Linked DNA regions of Nothobranchius furzeri: region 2 is linked to region 1. A link is a contact called in public Micro-C data. All regions are on one chromosome and are shown on one strand. The core of a region is the stretch at or near the end of the contact, and the rest is flanking DNA. Distances in the headings are between cores, read along the strand shown.

Region 1 (2,924 bases), core at 247-2,746:
AAAAAATGTGTATAGGGGATAAATCTACCTACTTTTTTCTTTTCAAGCACTTTTGTTTTGTTTTCTTGATTTTATTTGAATAATTTCCTGCCCTTTCTCTCTCTAACCTTCCTGCATGCTGCATGTTTTCTCGTCTTCCAGAAAAACTGTTTCCTAGATTTCCTACTTTCTAAGTAATCAGCCAAAGGGATCTACCAAATGCAAAAAATAAAAAATGCTTAACCCTTTGATGCATGAATTATGAAATCTTCAACCATGTGAATGAAATAAATTTCAGCAAACATTTTTTGTAACATTTAATAATTTACTAATAATTTATTACATGTCCACCTCAGAGGACAGCGTGCATTCTGAACATGTAAATATGTTGGCTTGACAAACTGAAGTCCAAATGGAGGAGCTCAAATGCAATAAAGTCTTCAACAGCTGTGCTTAATAGCAAAATAAATAAGTAACAATTTTGAGTACCTGTCCACTGTAGTGACCATTATGCATCAAAGGGTAAATATGCGCTGCACTCCCGCAGCGATGAGTTGAAATCACCAGGGCACAGATTATGAACTCAGCTGAAAAGTACATGAAGTACCAGAGAATATGGGCTGATATAAACAATCGCAAACAAATGACTTAGTTTTGGTGGAGTGATTTTGTGAGTATAACAGCGGCCGCGAGCAGGATGCAGCTGGAGTATTTGAGACATCACCGCTGCGTCCTTTCTGCTCATAGAATGCCCGCAAAGCTGAGTCCATAAATGATGTCATATATGTGGATCTTTTTTCAGGCTTCCCGCAATTTGAATTGTTAGGAAACCCACATCTTGATTCTGGGTTTAAAAATGCATTGTAATTACTGCGTTACTGACAATTGTACTGAGTAAATGTTACCATTTTCTTTCCCTGTAATGCCTTCCATCACCACATTACAGCAAAAAGCAATGCATTACAGTAATTAATTACTTTTGTACCGCGTTACTCCCAACACTGGAGGTCAGTGAGGCTGTCTGTGCTGTTTTAACCCCAAACACGAGGACGGAGTGTCTGTTTATTCTCAGGTCTGACTCAGACATTTCTGCTGCAGCATTAGTTGGAATTACAAAATAAAAGCGTGCTAAGAGTAGACAGCTGTATATAGATTTTGGTGGATGGCGCTGTGTGCAAAGATCTGTTCATGGCTGTGGATGATGAAACGACTCCAGATGCACCACGAACAAACTGGGATTCTGCATGTTTTCCTGTTAAATCCACTGTTTTCTTCAAAGTTGGCATAACTTTCTTTGTGTTATGCTGAGAATAGCACAGTGCGTCGTTAGGCCATTGAACAAATGAGGTGCTTTTAATTTGTAACCAGTTAGTAACCTGCTGCCATACAAGCAAAGGCTGATATTTTTATGGCTGGTGTGTCTCAGTTTATTGAGGAATTTGGTTTCCTTTGAGGAAGTGAGAAGAGTTACTTCCTCTGGCGCAGTATATAAAACCCCTGGTGGTGGTGGTTTATAGAGCGTGTACCGCAGAGCTCCGCTCGTGCAGAAAAGACTTATAAGGTTGAGTGCAAAGAAGCGGGCTTTGGTATCAGAAAATCGCACTCTTGCTTGAAAAGATTTGGCTGATGAAGGAAATCTGCTAATATTCAGCATGATTAGTTCAGCCAGTGAGCTAAAAAATCTGGATTGGGTGGGGGTCTTTTTAGAAAAATAAGATTCATTCTAACAAGTGTAGCTCTTTGAGAAAATTGCGAGTTATCCAGAATTGGTATCAGCAGTTCGGAGCTAGAGAGTGGCTCTTCTTCTTCTTTTGCAGCCAGTTATTGGAAAAACTAATAATTTGACTTGAAATATTCAAACGCCCTTCTGTTTTTTTTTGTCTTGTCGTGTCTCTCATGCAGTCCTACTTCGTCACAGACTATGACCCCACCATCGAAGACTCCTATACCAAGCAGTGTGTGATCAACGAAAGGCCGGCCAGGCTCGACAGTAAGTACAAACACAAGCAGTGCACGTACTTCCGCATCTGGTGAGGATTTAAAATGTTTATTTTGATGCAAGTTACTCAGTGTGTGTGTGTGTGTGTGTGTGTGTGTGTGTGTGTGTGTGTGTGTGTGTGTGTGTGTGTGTGTGGGGTTGCATGTGCTGATGTGGTGTAGTCCTCGACACGGCTGGACAGGAAGAGTTTGGAGCCATGAGAGAACAATACATGAGGACAGGGGAGGGCTTCCTGCTCGTCTTCTCAGTCACTGACAGAGGAAGGTAAGTGACAGTTTTCATCATGCACACACACACACACATACACACACACACTCTCTCTCACTCATAGGCTTCTCTTTCTTTGCGCGGCTCCGTTTGCTGCTCACGATTGCTTTCTCATTCTCCTCTTCGTAAACCTTGCGTGGACACCCATAACCTGTTGCTGCTTACGCTTCCGGCCTTTTTTTTTTGTTCTTGTTGTCGTTTGCTTTGTTCTCAGCACTTCCTGTGTAACCCTGCTTGCGTTAATCCACCTATCCACCTACCTTAGCGTTCTATTTAAAGCCTGTGTGTTGCTTAAGCTGCAGCGCGAGGACAAACACTCGATGCGAGCAAGTGACAAGCATTCACGTGGTGCACATTTTCACTTTAGCGTGTATGCAGTAACGACATGAATGTATGTATATAGTGACAACACAATCAGGCACAAGCAGCGCTTTAACCTCAGAGACCCCAGATGCTACTGATTATCCCTTAACGGGCTTTCAAACCTAAGTTTCTTTAAAACCCAAAAAGGAGTCGCTGTTGCAACTCCACCGCTTTTGCAGTTGGTCAATCTGGCAGCACCTGTGGTTGCCACGGCAACAGCAAGTGGTTTTTTAAATGAAAGCATAACTTCTTTCACCTGCTGCTTTGTTGTTGCACATGCAGCAAATGCACCAGTGTGTGTGTGTGTGTGTGTGTG
Region 2 (2,924 bases), core at 164-2,663, 43 kb before region 1:
GTTTGTATAATTATTTGTAATACTAAGGAAGCCATAAATTTGTTAGATCATACTTTGCTAAACTTGCTTCTGTGCCTAAGTTTGTTTTTAATTATTTTGAATGCTTGTTTTTTTGTTTGATTTTTTTTTTATTTTTACAGTAGCTATTTGAATTTAAACACACTAGTTAAGATGCTGTGTGAAGATACAGTATGTCCATTCCTGATGTATAGGTAAAATAATTGCATAATAAAGATGGAAATCAAAAATTAAAACCTTCATTTTTCTCGTGTACCTTTGGTCCACTGGGTGGCGCTCATCAGTAAAATTGAACATAATTTATAACCTCATGCTACATGATGACATGCAATCAGTCCTTTTATCCAACTCGGTCCTTAATATCAGGTAAATGGGTTTCTGTTCTCTCTTCTACACTCAACACAAAACTTGTAACTGTCAATAAAACAAAACCAGGTCATTTTTTCATTTCAGCTTTGTTGAGACAGATATAAATGCATACTTTTCAAAAATAAACAACAACTGTACACTGAGTAAATAATTCCTTAGATTTAAAAACTAATATCTAGCATGCATTATTATGTTAATAGAAATGCACCCATTCTGGTTTCACAGGCCAATACTGATGTCCTGTTCTTGCACATCTCTGACCTGCTGATAAAGATTCTTATTTATCTCAACTAATTTTCTTTTTATTGAATTGAAAGTTAGTACTTTGGAAGTAAAAAGTACCTTGCTGGAGATCAGTTATTAATTGCAGAAAGTTTTATGCTGATCGGCTGATCACAGAACTAAATGTTAACTAAATGTTAACTAAATATTAACCATGTGCAGCGCAGCTTTTTAGACATGGGGATTTTCTTAACCCTTTGATGCATAATGGTCACTACAGTGGACAGGTACTCAAAATTGTTATTTATTTATTTTTGCTATAAGCACAGCTGTTGAAGACTTTATTGCATGTGAGCCCCTCCATTTGGACTTCAGTAAGTCAAGCCAAAATATTTCATGGTCAGAATGCACGCTGTCCACCAAGGTGGATATGTAATAAATTATTTGTAAATTAACAAAATGTTACAAAAAATATTTGTTGAAATTTGTTTAATTTACACCTAAAGATGAATGAAAAAAATTGTTTAAAAAATCATGGTTGAAGATTTCATAATTCATGCATCAGAGGGTTAAGAAGAAAATGTAGGCTATTGGGGGGGGGGGTACATTTTGGGCATAATTGTAGTTATGAATGCAAAACATGTGAGTGAGGTTAAAGATTTAGTGACAGGAATGTGTGTGTGTGTGTGTGTGTGTGTGTGTGTGTGTGTGTGTGTGTGTGTGTGTGTGTGTGTGTGTGTGTGTGTGTGTGTGTGTGTGTGTGTGTGTGTGTGTGTGTGTGTGTGTGTGTGTCCATAGAGAAGAGGGGCAGGCAGACCGCCTTTGGAAGGGCCCCTTGCGCCAGACATTAGCAGTGGCTTGCAGATTACTCGCTCTATCTGATCATCTTGGACGGCGCAGTGTTGTAGAGGCCGGAACTCGGTCAGGCGGCCGCAGTTTTCCAGCATCCTCCTCCTCCCTCTTGATTCGAGCACGTACCGGACGAGTCGTTTCGGCTCACACGCCCGTCGCTTCTTCTCTGCGTTCCGGTGTCTCCACCGCAGGGCCTCCTCTTCAGTTTTTACAAGGAGGGGGAAAAGTGGGTGTTTGCTGCTCACTGGTGTTTCGGCAGCGGCGGCGTGAAGTGTCCTCAATGGCAGGCTGGAAGGACGGCTCGGTGCAGGAGAAGTACCGTCTGGTCGTGGTTGGAGGCGGAGGAGTCGGAAAATCAGCCCTGACGATCCAGTTTATTCAGGTCAGTCCGCGTCAGCGCTTCTTTTTATTTATCTGCTTATCTGAAAACACTCACGGCCATCACGCACCAGAGAAGGAGGCCAGGGTAAAGGACGTGTTTCTGGGCTCTTCTCGACTTTACTGGGGCCTGCGAGTGCTCACCGAGGGGCTGGTGAAAGATTTCAGAGCGAAATGGGGAGAAATGAACGATGGTGGCTGTCACTTTAACGATTTCCGAGAGGAACACTTCCACTTTATATAGCCGCGAGTCAAAAGAGAAAGAAAACTGGGTCTGCTCTGGTCCGCATTTTAAACTTAAACTTTTAAAGATAGTCTGTTTTCGTGTGAAGTTGTGCAAGTGTAAAGAACTTGAGCAGCAAACCACATCAGTCAGAAGCAGGGTGTTTTAAATAAAACAGAGTGCTTGTAAATCCGTTTTCAGATCCACCAAACTGCTGTGAGTCGTTCTGCTGTGTCTGCATGCTTCCATGGTGGTTAGACCTCTCCTGGTTCTGTAAAGTTCGCCAGATTTGGTCAGGGTCTGAGCCAGTTGTCATCACAGAACTTAACTTTAATGTGTTTGTGTGAATTTGTTCCATTTGTCACTTAGGGACAGTTTTGTGTTTGGGGGCAAAGGTGTTTCCTCTGCCCAGGTAGGGGGTGACAACCAGGGTTTACTACCCATTCATCATCTCAACCACTCCGTCCCCCACTAGGCTCACTGGGAGCTGGTGTCTGTCTCCAGTGGTCATCCGACAAGAGGCAGGTGACACCCTGGACAGGGTCTCCAGTCCGTCACAGAGACGCACCACCACTTACACACATTCAGTCACTCACACCTAGAGGACAGTTTTAGTTTCCAATCAGCCTGACGTGCACGATCTTGCTCTGCGGGAGGAAGCCGCAGTAGTCGGATGCATGCGAAAACATCCAAACAGAAAGACGGCGCAGACGGGATTTGAACCTGTGACCTTTTCGCTGCACTGCTAACCAACTACGCCGCCATGCAGGAACTAGACTGAGAAAGTAGAGTTGGGTTGAGTGAGTTTCAAACACACAACACACACGTTTCTAGTGAATGATGATTAACTTCTGAGTTCAGA

What was found. Hi-C and Micro-C count contacts between places; a contact is called where the count stands out from the background.
Region 2: a contact with region 1 is called in a Micro-C map of tail fin, with 12 times the contacts expected there. The contact joins the promoter of rras2 here to the enhancer-like site in region 1. A contact is called at or near these places in 2 of 2 Hi-C or Micro-C datasets (skeletal muscle and tail fin).

What each region holds. Positions count from the first base shown.
Region 1 is chr9:61,825,328-61,828,251 of NfurGRZ-RIMD1, reverse strand. rras2 (RAS related 2) reads left to right here. Exons shown (of 6, transcript XM_015953101.3): 2 at 1,882-1,969; 3 at 2,140-2,242. Among protein-coding and RNA genes, the nearest start is that of tub, 15 kb to the right of the region's middle. Within about 2 kb of position 1,496, at least 2 of the 3 cell types and tissues checked have an H3K27ac peak or open chromatin away from gene starts, as enhancers often do. A contact at or near this core is called in tail fin, where this site is marked.
Region 2 is chr9:61,868,060-61,870,983 of NfurGRZ-RIMD1, reverse strand. rras2 (RAS related 2) reads left to right here and starts at 1,413. Exons shown (of 6, transcript XM_015953101.3): 1 at 1,413-1,843. The coding sequence starts at 1,742.